2 separate regions of the Mus musculus genome follow, and region 1 is linked to region 2. A link is a contact called in public Hi-C data. All regions are on one chromosome and are shown on one strand. The core of a region is the stretch at or near the end of the contact, and the rest is flanking DNA. Distances in the headings are between cores, read along the strand shown. Region 1 overlaps Tmcc1 (transmembrane and coiled coil domains 1). Region 2 overlaps Tmcc1 (transmembrane and coiled coil domains 1).

Region 1 (6,219 bases), core at 1,575-4,074, 86 kb before region 2:
AGAGAGGGGACAGAGAAGGACAGGGAGAGGGAGGGGGGAGAAGGAATTGGCCTGCCATGAATTCATGGAGAGAAGGGGGAAAGGACAAGAGAGGCCAGAGAGGGAGGCCAGAGAAAGAGAAAGGGATCAGAGAGGGAGAAAGGGAGGCCAGTCTTTTTATAGCAACCATGGCTGTTGCTAGGTAACTTATCAGTGCCTAGAAGAAATGTGTAACACAGGGGATCTAGGATTGGTTCCTAGCATCTACATGGCAGTTCACAACCATCCAAAGCTCCAATTCCAGGGAATCCAACACTGTCTTATTATCTCCACATGGAATTAGTCATACTCTTGATATACAGATGTATATGCAGGCAAAACCGAGTAAATAAATCTAAAAAAAAAATTTTTTTAATGAGTTAATTAGGATCTAGGGAAAAGTCAAACTTCTTCATGACCAGAGTGCTAGTAGAACGGTGGATAAGTTCTTGCTGCTTTTTCCATAGCACGGATAGTTTAATATTGGCTGGTTTTTATTGTGCATCTAGAGTAGACAGTATGTTCTAAGTTCAGAAGCTATGGAAGATCTTTAAAAGAAGTATATTGGCAAAAAATTAAATGAACTACAAACTAATTTTCCTAAAACGACAAAAAGGAAAATATTGATCTTAAGTAATTGACAAAAGGTTTGAGACATGATAGTTAGTTTATAAAAAGAAACTTAGATAAAATGGAAAACTCTGTTTCCAATTTGTTCTTCTATCTACAATCAAAAAGTCACAGTGAAATTGCCAGAAAGCCACTACTGCGTCCCCTCAAATGATGTGTATATGTAGAAAATAGACTATTGTTGGCTGATTTGTTTTTGTTCTTTATATCTAAATACTCAACCAACTGCACTACAATATATAATCAATGGGATGGGGGGGGGACACCTCAACTTCCATGATTTTTTATTTGTTTTGTTTTTGTTTTTTTGAGACAGGATTTCTCTGTGTAGCCTGGCTGTCCTGGAACTCACTTTGTAGACCAGGCTGGCCTCCAACTCAGAAATCCGCCTGCCTCTGCCTCCCAAGTGCTGGGATTAAAGGCATGCGCCACCACTGCCTGGCTTCCATGATTTTTTAAGCCTTCACCCTTTATACTTCAATTTTTGTTTATGGTAGGTATGTACAAGAAAAACTTCTATGTGTATAATTTGTAACTAAGCATAAAAGTTTTAGAGATATTTGAATTGGCAAGTAAGTAAATTTCAGTCTATAGAGATAAGACTTTTATCTCTCCCTTTTGAGTATTAAACATCATACATAGAATCCTACCTGTAAGACTAAGATTGTACTGGCTAGTTTTATGTAAACTTACCACATGCTAGTCATTTTTAGAAGAGAGAACCTCAATTGAGTAGATGCTTCTACCAGATTGGCCTGTAGGCAAGCTTGTGGTCAATTTAATTAATTGCTGATTGATAAGTATTGGAGGGTCCAGCCAGTTTTGTACGGTGCCACTCCTAGGCTGATGGTTCTGGCATGTATAAGAAAGTGTGTTAAGCAAGCCATGGGGAACAAGCCAGTATTTCTCCATAGTCTCTGTATTAGTCAGGTTTCTCAAGAGTCACAGAACTTATGGAATGTCTTAATATAATTAAGAGAATTTGTTGTGATTGTGAGGTAGTCCAACCACCCCAACAATGTACCCCAACTGTGAGTGGGAAATAGATTCCAACAGATGTGTTGGCAAGTAAATGCAAGCAGGTGAAGAAGAGCGAATCTTCCTTCTCCAATGTCCTTGTGTAGGTCTCCAGCAAAAGGTGTGGCCCAGATTAAAGGTGTATACTACCACACCTGGATCTGGGACTTGTTTTGTCCTAGGCAGACCTTGAATTCACAGATCTCCTTCCCTTGTTTCCTGGGGTTAAAGGCATGTACTACCTTGCCTGGGCCTAAGCTTTTCGTAGCCACTATGCCTCAAGATCTCAATGCTAAGATCCAGGTCAGAAACTTGTGTCTTCCAGATTCAAGATCTGGATCACAGGTGAGCCCTCCAATTCTGGATTGTAGTTCATTCCATATATAATCAAGTTGACAACCAAGAATAGCCATTACAATCTACCCCTTGTCAACCTGACACAAATAATATTTCATGTCCACATGCAACAATAACAAGGTCATCATGAATACGCTTAACATAATATAACTATTCCTTGTACAATCACAAATGCATTTATAAATTTACAATGAGGCAATGTCCTTTGGAAACATTCTTTTAGTGTCTCAACATAAATACCAATTAATGTTAAAGAAATTGGAAGAAAGCACAAAAAGCTTATACTATACAAATGTGTTCTTAACAAAATAAAACAGAAGCATTTATATTACTTTAAAATCCTCATTTCTGCAATTGGTCACGTGGCCTTAGATGGTATTTATAACTACCTTCCTCTATTACTCATTCTGTATTTCCTCCACTCTCTGCAAGTACCTCAGCAGGTCTTGGCTCTTTTCCTGGAGGAGTGATCCATGCCTTCATTCCTGATGGATCTGTGTCCTTTGTCATCATGCTTGGATTAGGGTTGTAGTTTCCCATGGACTTTAATCACAGAACATGGTAGTACTAAACAACACCCTAAGGGATCTCCTGCACTCTAGACACAATCCTACTTACCTCCAGTGTGAAGAGGCAGTCCAGTTTCCCCATGGTAATCTGGATCTATCACCCCTCCTAACACTGATATTCCTTTCTTATCCTGTTGGTTTAAGGACATAGAAGCCCAGCCCAGGGGGAAGTCTGAGCTTCCGGTTCAATAGAATGTTTGTTGTGGCTGCTGGTAGGAGCACTCCCTTTTCTGGAACCAAAACTTCTAGGCAAGCAGAACCTAGGGTTGTGGGGACAGGAAGTGAAGATTTTTCTAGAGGATCACTAGGAGTGATAGTAAGTAGAACTATTCCCTTTTCCACACCTTGATTCCTGGACCCATGAATCCTGGCTATGGGAGAAACTGTACTTTATATTGAATGCTGATTCAAAGCATATACTGCCTTCTGAAGAACACTGCCCCAGCCCTCCATTGCTGCTGCCACCTAATTAGTGCTGTAACTGTGTCTTCAAGCAGAGTGTTCTTGTTTTGGTTTTTTCGAGACAGGGTTTCTCTGTGTAGCCCTGGCTGTCCTGGAACTCACTCTGTCGACCAGGCCGGCCTCGAACTCAGAAACCCACCTGCCTCTGCCTCCCGAGTGCTGAGATTAAAGGCGTGTGCCACCACTACCTGGCCATAACTGTGTCTACAAAAGGCCATTCCATCTTTCTGTCAGACCAGTTGCTTCAGGATGGTAGAGAAGGAACATACATGGTAAGGCCAGTGGGTTCTATGATCATGGGCCCACTGTTGCACTTTTCTGGCTGTGAAATGAGTTCCTTGGTCAGAAGCAATACTATGTGGAATACCAGGACAATGGATAAGGGATTTTGTGAGCCCACAGATGGTGGCTTTGGTAGAAGCATTACGTGCAAGAAAGGCAAATCCATAACCAGAATAAGTATCTACTGCAGTAAGAACAAAATGTTATCCTTTCCACATAGGAAGTGGTCCAATGTAATTAACTTGCCACCAGGTTGCTGGCTGGTCACCTTGAGGAATGGTGCCATATCTGGGGCTCAGTGTTGGTTTCTGCTGTTGGCAGATCTGGTATTCAATAGCAGCTGTAGGCAGGTCAGCCTTGGTGAGTGGAAGTCCGTATTGTTGAGCCCAAGCATAACCTCCATTTCTGTACCATGGCCACTTTGTTCATGTGCCCATTGAGCAGTGACAGGGATGGCTGGGGAAAAAGGCTGACTGTCCACAGAACGGGTCGTCTTATCCACTTGATTACTGAACTCCTCCTCACCCGAAGTCACCTTTTGGTGAGCATTTACATGGGACACAAATATCTTCACATCCTTTACCCTTTGTAGAGATCTATTCACATACTTTTTCCCCAGATGTCTTTCTCACCAATTTTCCAATTGTGATCTTTCCAAGTCCCTGACCATCCAGCCAATCCATTGTCTACAGCCCGAGTCAGTGAACAGTCGTACATCTGGCCAGTTCTTTCTCCAAACAAACTGTAATACCATGTGTACTGCCTGAAGTTCTGCCCACTGTGAAGATTTTCTTTCACCTGTATCTTTCAGGATTGTCCCAGAAAGGGGATTAATGCTTCAGCTGTTCACTTCTGCTTGGTGCCTGCATAATGTGCAGAGCCATCGGTAAACCAGGTTCTAGTCTTCTCTTCTTCAATCAGCTGACCATAGGAAACATCCCATGAGGCTATAGGCTCACGCTTGGCAGCAGATGACATTGTAGCAGGAGTAGAAACTATAGGGATTTGAGCAACTTCTTTATGTAACTTGCTTGTACCTTCAGGACCTACTCAGGTCCTATCATGTATATACCACTTCCATTTGATAATAAACTGCTGCTGTACCAACTCCTGTCCTACGGTTTTTTTTTTTTTAAGATTTATTTATTATTATACATAAGTACACTGGAGCTGTCTTCAAACACACCAGAAGAGGGTGTCAGATCTCATTATGGGTGGTTGTGAGCCACCATGTGGTTGCTGGGATTTGAACTCATGACCTTCTGAAGAGCAGTCAGTGCTCTTTACTGCTGTGAATAGACGACACCATGACCAAGGCAAGTCTTATAAAAGACAACATTTCATTGGGGCTGGCTTATAGGTTCAGAGGTTCAGCCCATTATCATCAAAGTGGGAGTATAGCATCTAGACAGGCATGGTACAGGCAGAACTGAGAGTTCTATATCTTCATGTGAAGGCTGCTAGTAGAAGACTCACTTCCAGGTAGTTAGGATTAGGGTCTTAAAGCCCACACCCATAGTGACACACTTACTCCAACAAGGCCACACCTCTTAATATGTCACTTCCTGAGCCAAAGATATACAAACTAACAAAGCCACTGCTTTGTTGGATGAATGCAGTACTCTAACAGAAGATCATTCCCACCTTCTCTACATGCATCTGATTTCTAAAACTTCAGTTAAATGGAAACCTATTAGAACATGCATAACTCTTTAGAGCTCACATGGTTTATTAATTTAAAAAAAACACACATAATTTGTAAGACCACTATGCAAATAGATGTTGAAACAACCTTTTTATAGCCATAGGATAGAACAACTTGCAGGTTTCATTTCTTTCCTTCCACTATGGGCTTCTACTATTGAAGTCAAATGGTCATGTTTGGTGGTAAGGACCTTTATCTGATGAGCCAGTTTATCAGCTTACAACTATATGTTCTTCTAGGCTGAGATATCCAAGTTTCCTAGTCCAAATAAGTTACTTTTCTCACTGCTATAAAAAAATACTTATCAAAAACTACTAAAGGGGAAAAGGATATACTTGGGCTCACAGTTTTGCAGTGGTCAGTCCATGTTTGCTTTGCCTTGTATGCATAGGTAGAGTGTCATGGCTGCAGGAGCATGTGGTAAAAGAGCTTTTTATATAGGAAGCTGAAAGTATAACTAGATAGGAGGGGCTTAGGGTTATAATACTCCTCAAAGGCTTGTTCTCTATGACCTGTTTCCTTCATCTCCTAAAGTTTCCCACAGTCTTTTATAATATTCCATTATCTAGGCAGTAAACATCCCAAACACAAGTCTGTAGGAAACATTTCATATTGAAATCATAGCCTGCTCCATGGAGCTGTTCTCTTTTTGTGGTGATACAAAGCACAAGAAATGGGTGTGTACATGGGTTTGTTAGGTCAGTTTGACTGTCTATGACAAAACATTTCTCCATAATACAATGCTGTTCAATCTTCATTTTCCTTAGATGTCATAAACTCATTAGATTAATGATTCTTTTAGAAATAAAAGGTGTCCTCTGAACTTGATTCACTTTCTTGTCATGTAGAAGAGCACTAGTACTGTTTTCTATTGTCAGGAGGATGGCTTTGTGAGCCTGGGAATAAAGGTTTTCTCTGAGCCGATTAGAGCTAAGGCGAATGTAGGTCACAGTGTCACCTGTTTTGGATCTGCATGCTGCTGACGATATTTGAGTCTTTGTATTTTGCCCATGCTTTTTATGCCAGTGGACTTGCTGCACCAGAGAAGAGATTTATAGATTGGCAAGCAAATTCATAACAACTTTGACTTGTTTTTATTGTTACAAGGATTTTTAGCTCGTGTATCTCATTAAATAAAACCAATACAGTAAATTAGTTATCACATTTAGATATATGACT
Region 2 (6,093 bases), core at 3,206-5,705:
CTGAAGTAAATTGTTCATGTTTATCATTTGGCTCTAAAGATAACAACAACATGCTTGTTTCAGATGGTATTTAAAAAAAAAATACTAAGCAGCAATCCAGTCTGCCTCCTTTTGTAATCTTCTTGAATTCTCATTGACACTTTGAGAGGCAGGGTCTGAGGCTCAGTTGGTAGAGTGCTTCCCTAACATGACTGTATCACAGGATATCTCTCTAATTCCAGCACTTGTCTGCTGAAAGCAAGATCAAAAGCACTTGCTGCTCTTCAGGGGACCCAAGTTCAGTTCCCAGTACCTATTTCATGTGGCTAACAATTATCTGTATCTCCAGCTCCAGGGGTTAGCCATCTTTTGTCTTTTATTGTCTGACATGAACAAACATGTGGCAGACACATAGATAACACAAAACTACAAATAAAATGTGTTTGTTTGTTTGTTTGTTTGTTTTTCTTTGGGTTTCTTGTTGTTGGGTGTTTGTTTGTTTGTTTGTTTGTTTTGGAGACAGGGTTTCTCTGTGTAGCCCTCACTGTCCTGGAACTCACTGTGTAGACCAGGCTGGCCTTGAACTCAGAGATCTGCCTCCTGAATCCTGGGACTAAAGGCATACACCACCACCACCCAGCCTCCTTAAAAAAAAAAAAACCAAGTTCATCCATAGGAAATTTGGGGACAACCAGGACCACATGAGACCTAATCTTAAAAAATAAAAGTAGACATTTTAAAAAGAGGGTAGGTAGTGGCAGAGTGTTTACCTGACCACCAAAAAGAGGGTAGGAGTACTACTGGCAAGGTAGTCCAGCAGGTAAAAGCACTAGCTGCCAAGATCTAAGTGTAGCTCCCATAAGTTGTCATTAGCACCTTTGCATACACGCACCCACACACATACACACTAAATACAATGTAGTGGGTTTTGTTTTGTTTTAAAGATTTATTTATTAATTAAATGTAAGTACACTGTAACTGTCTTTAGACACACCAGAAGAGGGTGTCAGATCTTATTATGGATGGTTGTGAACCACCATGTGGTTGCTGGGATTTAAACTCAGGACCTTCGGAAGAGCAGTCAGTACTCTTAACTGCTGAGCCATCTCTCCAGCCCCATTTTGTTTTTCCATAAAGAAAAAGACTTGACAATGGTGAAAAAGGAGTAAGTTTAGGAAAGGAAAAAAGGTATATGTATTACTATTTTCATCAGTGTTTTCTATATTTAATAGCCTGGGAAAATAGTGTTTAAGTGGACTGATTAAAATTAAGACACTGGTCCTTTTTTACCATATTAAACCAAAATTCCACTACCATTTCTGTTACTAGCTGTGAAAAAAAGATTAACATCTGTGTAAGGGCTTCCTGCCTATATCATAACAGTAGCAAAGGCCCTGCAAAAAATTGCTACAACACTGAAATGAAATAGTGTGTGAAGCTTGCAAGCCAGTGCTGGCCCCCAATGCTGCAGTGATGTCAGGTAGCCACTGCTGCTGAGCCCCAGACCCACCCTCCAGAGGACCTCTGTCCATTATTTAAAAAATTAATTATTATTCCTGTTATTAAATTCCTCTAGGACTTAAAATTCATTTAGAGATTATTTTTTTTCAAGTTAGATATTGACCACTGTGAGAAAAGGAGAGCAACACATCTGGAAAAGTCTGCCTTTGTTTGTCTATTAGATTAAGTCCGAGATGGGTCTGTCATCTCCTCTCAGTGCCTTAGGATTGTGTCTCAGCCCCTCGTGCACATGAGTAGCATTCTCCCTTTGTTGTACTTTGGGATCTCTGGAGTAGCCAGGTTTCAAGGAATAGAAAGTAAAGAAGCCTGAACCCTGTTGGATGTGTAGTCTCCCTCTGCTCTCCTCTCAGCCTCACAATGATTTTTCCTTATAACAAAATCCTGAAGGCTCCATTTGAAAAAGCCACAATATGAGACTCCATTTACATATTTATACACACAGACACACTCACACTGACAATTGCCTAAAAACAGCAGTAAAAAGATTGGCCTTCTTTGTATGTCTCCATTACAGCAAATATATTTGTTTAGCATTGTTCATCTTTTAACAGTTTCACAGAAATGACACTCTTCTCATGAATGAAAACCTGTTTTAGACACCAAAACTTTTCCAATTTTAAGCATTTTTGGAGACATTTTCTAGTAACACTTGACAAAATAACCCAGCTGAGTGATGATAGCTGAGAAGAGAAGCAGTGCAGCCAGGAGTGCTCTGGGCTGACAGGGCTTATGTGGTTATACATGTCTGCAGAAAATGCTGGCAGCCTTTTGTTTGTGTGTTTGTGTTCTAGCTTGTCTTCTTTACATAGTTTCTCTCCATTCCCTACCTGTTCCATGCTACACTATTAGGGAGCTGCCTGCAGCAGCCCCTAATTTGTTTTGTACCCCCTTTGGTCTTGTACATGCTAGATAAGTAGTCTACCATTAAGCTACACCCCAGCCCATATATTTATTTCTACTTTGTTGCAAGCTTGGATTGTCTAGGAAGAAAGTACAGGTGATGGGTGAACTATATGACCAAGAATTAATTAACTTGGACATGGCTGCTGCATTGTCTTTTGTGTTTCTGTGCTTTATCCTACCAGCACCTAAGCAGGTCAGCAACCAGTGTTTTAGCTTGGATGGTAATGGGGAGGAGGAGGAGGAAGAAGAAGGAGGTGGTGGCAGTGGTGGTAGAGGTAGAGTTGATAAAACTATCACTTTTAGAATTTGCTGAACTGCTGTGATGCACATTCACTAACCCTCCCAGCAACTTGCAGGTAGGCTGTGTTATCCCATTTTACAGTCAACAAAATTGAGATCCAATGTGGGGAGGTTTTTTGTTTGGTGAGTTGGCTGTCTGGCTTTTCAATACAGAGTTTCTTTGTATAGCTCTAGCTGTCCTTAAACTCACTCTGTGTGTACTGGGCTGGCTCGAACTCATAGATCTACTTGCCTCTGCCTCTCAAGTTGCTGGGAATAAATAAAGGCATGTACCACCTCACTAGACCAGTGTGGTTGGTTGGTTTGTTTGTTTGTTTGTTTGTTTTTTAATTTGCTGAAGGTCAACAGCAAAGCCAAGACTTTATCTCACCTAAAATCCAGTGTTCTATAACAGCACACGTTGTTTTTCAATCTCAACCCTGCTATCTGTGATTGAATGACCGTTGTAATTTTGAGACGCACTGATGACTGCTCTGGATGCTAGCAGGCTTTCCCAGGTTAGAGTGTGTGTGTGTTTATTTAAAGGTGAGTCGCTATTTTGAGTATATTATAGAATTCTGTGAAAGCTAATACAACCAAAACTAATATAACAGTGTAGGTAGTGAAATCTCCTTGAGACCCTGGAGCCCTCTTCCCCTTCAGAGCCATTCTCATCAGTGCCACCACTTGCTTCCACGCTTCCACTGTGTTCTGCCCCTGTGAACTGGAGATAGTTTGCTTAACTCTGCCAGTAATCAGATATTCCGGTGCCTCTGTCTCACCCACACACTTGTGCCTGACAGGCTGGGCAGCCATGATAGCAAAGCCTACATCTGGGCTCTGCTTCACCCTTTGAAAGGAATTAGTTGTGAGTCTTTATAAGCTTTGCACCAGACCTCTTTTTTTTTTACATATTTTTCATGTGCATTGGTATTTTGCTTGCATATCTGGGTTTTTTTTTTGGGGGGGGTCAGCTCTTCTGGAACTGGACTTACAGACAATTGTGATGTGCCATATGGGTGCTGGGAATTGAACTCTGGTCCTTTGGAAGAGTAGTCAACGTTCTTAACCACTGAGCCATCTCTCCAACCCCTATATAGGACTTTAAATTATGAGTGAGATCCGTGAGGAGAAAGGAATGAGGTTTAATAAAGTTTTAAGTGATGAGAGCCCTGTGGACTTCATATTTCCTTACCCAGTTCCCTTTGTCATCTCTCTAAAGTTTTAGTATAGGTTTGCTAGTGGCTCCTGGATTCAAAGCGCTACTCAGAGAAGGGGCTTCTGTATGTGGTTGAACCTGATGACACATGCATGCACTGAGGCCAGAAAAGACAAATGGTTTCACCATGTCACCCAGGAAATCGCTTCACATGCACGTAGTTACCAGTAGCAACTGAGAGGTCTAGGCTTGTTCCCCGAGTCAGTATATTGGTTAGCAGACTGGTGAAGGTTAGGCTCAGCTATAGCAAATGCACTGACAGTATGAAGGATAGAAAGCTCTCCTGTAGAACTCCTGGCTGTGTTTGCTGCTGGTATGAGCAGTTGTATAGAGTGGGCAGAGGTGTTGATGAGCAGTAGTGCAATTTAAAAAGCTTCTATTTTGAGGGGATTACTATGCTTTGGAACCAGCTTCTGAGACTATTGGTATTAAGGCCAAGGATATTCTATACCACACTGAGTCACAAGGGCAAAGGGAGAGGGAGAAGCAGCATCACATGCAGTAGAGCATTGAGTAACGTGGCTGACCCAGTCAGGCCAGGCTCTCCTACACTATGTTATGTAACTTTTATTCGCCTGATGTCATTGTCATCTCTGAGGTTTACTGCCTCCTCAATCAGCTAACCTGGACCTAGTCCTGAAATCTTTTAGCCTCTGTACAATGTAATCTAGGCTTTGAATGTTTTCAGCCTCTGAGACTTGCTACTGAATAAGCTCACCCTTTCAAGCTCTTTCTGTCAGGTTCAGCTCAGCTAGCTGTTCTGGCTCCAGCTCCTCTCCAAACTGATGAATTCAATCTAACTTCTCTCTCAGGCACTGACTAAATTGCTCTGCTTGGCCTCATACTAACTGACAATCTGTTCTAATCTTCTGGCCCCTCCTCATTCTCTGGCTCATTCTCTTTTCACCAGTGTCTAGCTTGTTCACTTTTCAACCTGTCTGTAAAACGTTCCCTTCTCTTTCTCTTCTGCACTGTTTCCTCTTACATTGTCTCTCTTACCTCTCACTTCTCGTGAGAGTTGGGCATACCCTATTCTATCAAATCTTTCACCGATTTGTCACTTTGTCTGCCACTCAATTAGATATCACTTAAAAAACATGAGTGTTTCCTTCTACAAACTAACTTTACCTTCATTATGTGGGATTAAAGGTGTATACTAAAGGCATGTCTGTATTCCAGCCAGAGGGATAAAGGTGGATGCTAAGACTGAGTCACAACACAACTGGAAACAGGTTTTTCGAGTAAATAACACAATCTCAGGGTTCACAGTGTGATCAGTATTTCAACATAACAATGTAAGTGGTGGTTTAAGCATGGTTTTACTGTCATTGGATATGTTCACATGTAGTTGTTTTAACCCCCTTTCAACTGTTAATCAACTGAAAATTGATCAGCATCTCTAGAGTTGTGGGCTGTACTTAAACAATAACTTTGAAATAGAAGCCAAGATTATTGGAATCGGGTTAGCCTTTTGCTTTAAAAGTGTGTATGTAGAGGAGGGTCCTAGTTCAGAGATATTCTTATAAAAGGTAAGACCTGCTGTGTACAAAGAGATTCCCAGGTGTGTTCTTCCTAGCTTAGTCATTAAAGAGTTATAGAGGAGGAGTATGGAAAGAAAAAAGAAATTAATAATACCTATTAATTAAATCATCAGATCTGGACAAGCTTGCCAGTTCTGATACTTCTAAATTACATGGCCTTGAGTAGATCATACAATTCATTTGAGCGTCAGTTTCTCTGCCTATGCAAGGTGATATTTATTTAAAAGTGTCATAACCATTATTAAATGGAATGGAAAGGGGAAGGGGGGACCATGTACATGGAAACATCTTAGTAGGGTGCTTGATTTAAGTAGAACTCAGTGTTGAGGGTGTAGATGAATGGTAGAATACATGCTTAGCATATTTGAGACCCCAAAACCAGTTACCATCAATACCACACGCATCACCACGCTAGGTGTTCAATAAACAACTGTGTTTTTTTCCAAGTGTGTCCGAATTGCTACACAGTTGGCATTGCCTGATATCCAAATTGCCAGAATCCCTATGTAGATTTCATTTCCAATGCTCTTTGGGCACCTCTTATCTTTGTATTAAGAAAAATTAACTGTTTAAATTCTTAAGGGACTAATATTGTGCTCTGCTCTCCTTTTTGAGACAAGGTCTCACTAGGTAGACTAGCCTGGCTGAAAT

Evidence for each region. Hi-C and Micro-C count contacts between places; a contact is called where the count stands out from the background.
Region 1: a contact with region 2 is called in a Hi-C map of bone marrow-derived macrophages, with 44 read pairs. The contact joins two enhancer-like sites. A contact is called at or near these places in 4 of 39 promoter capture datasets (the C10 cell line, HPC-7-derived erythroid cells, embryonic stem cells and 1 more), 1 of 15 datasets of contacts at CTCF or cohesin (the NIH/3T3 cell line), 22 of 484 Hi-C or Micro-C datasets (the 3T3-L1 cell line, B cells, the C10 cell line and 13 more), 8 of 115 datasets of contacts at active chromatin or transcription factors (the HPC-7 cell line, bone marrow-derived macrophages, cardiomyocytes and 5 more) and 5 of 9 other capture datasets (adipose tissue, embryonic stem cells, embryonic trunk and 2 more).

Annotation. Positions count from the first base shown.
Region 1 is chr6:116,119,641-116,125,859 of GRCm38.p6, reverse strand. All of the region lies in intron 3 of Tmcc1 (transmembrane and coiled coil domains 1), which reads left to right. Among named protein-coding and RNA genes, the nearest start is that of Tmcc1, 71 kb to the left of the region's middle. Within about 2 kb of position 2,824, at least 21 of the 459 cell types and tissues checked have an H3K27ac peak or open chromatin away from gene starts, as enhancers often do. A contact at or near this core is called in bone marrow-derived macrophages, where this site is marked.
Region 2 is chr6:116,035,778-116,041,870 of GRCm38.p6, reverse strand. The region is part of intron 4 of Tmcc1 (transmembrane and coiled coil domains 1); the gene reads left to right. Among named protein-coding and RNA genes, the nearest start is that of Plxnd1, 44 kb to the right of the region's middle. Within about 2 kb of position 4,455, at least 37 of the 459 cell types and tissues checked have an H3K27ac peak or open chromatin away from gene starts, as enhancers often do. A contact at or near this core is called in bone marrow-derived macrophages, where this site is marked.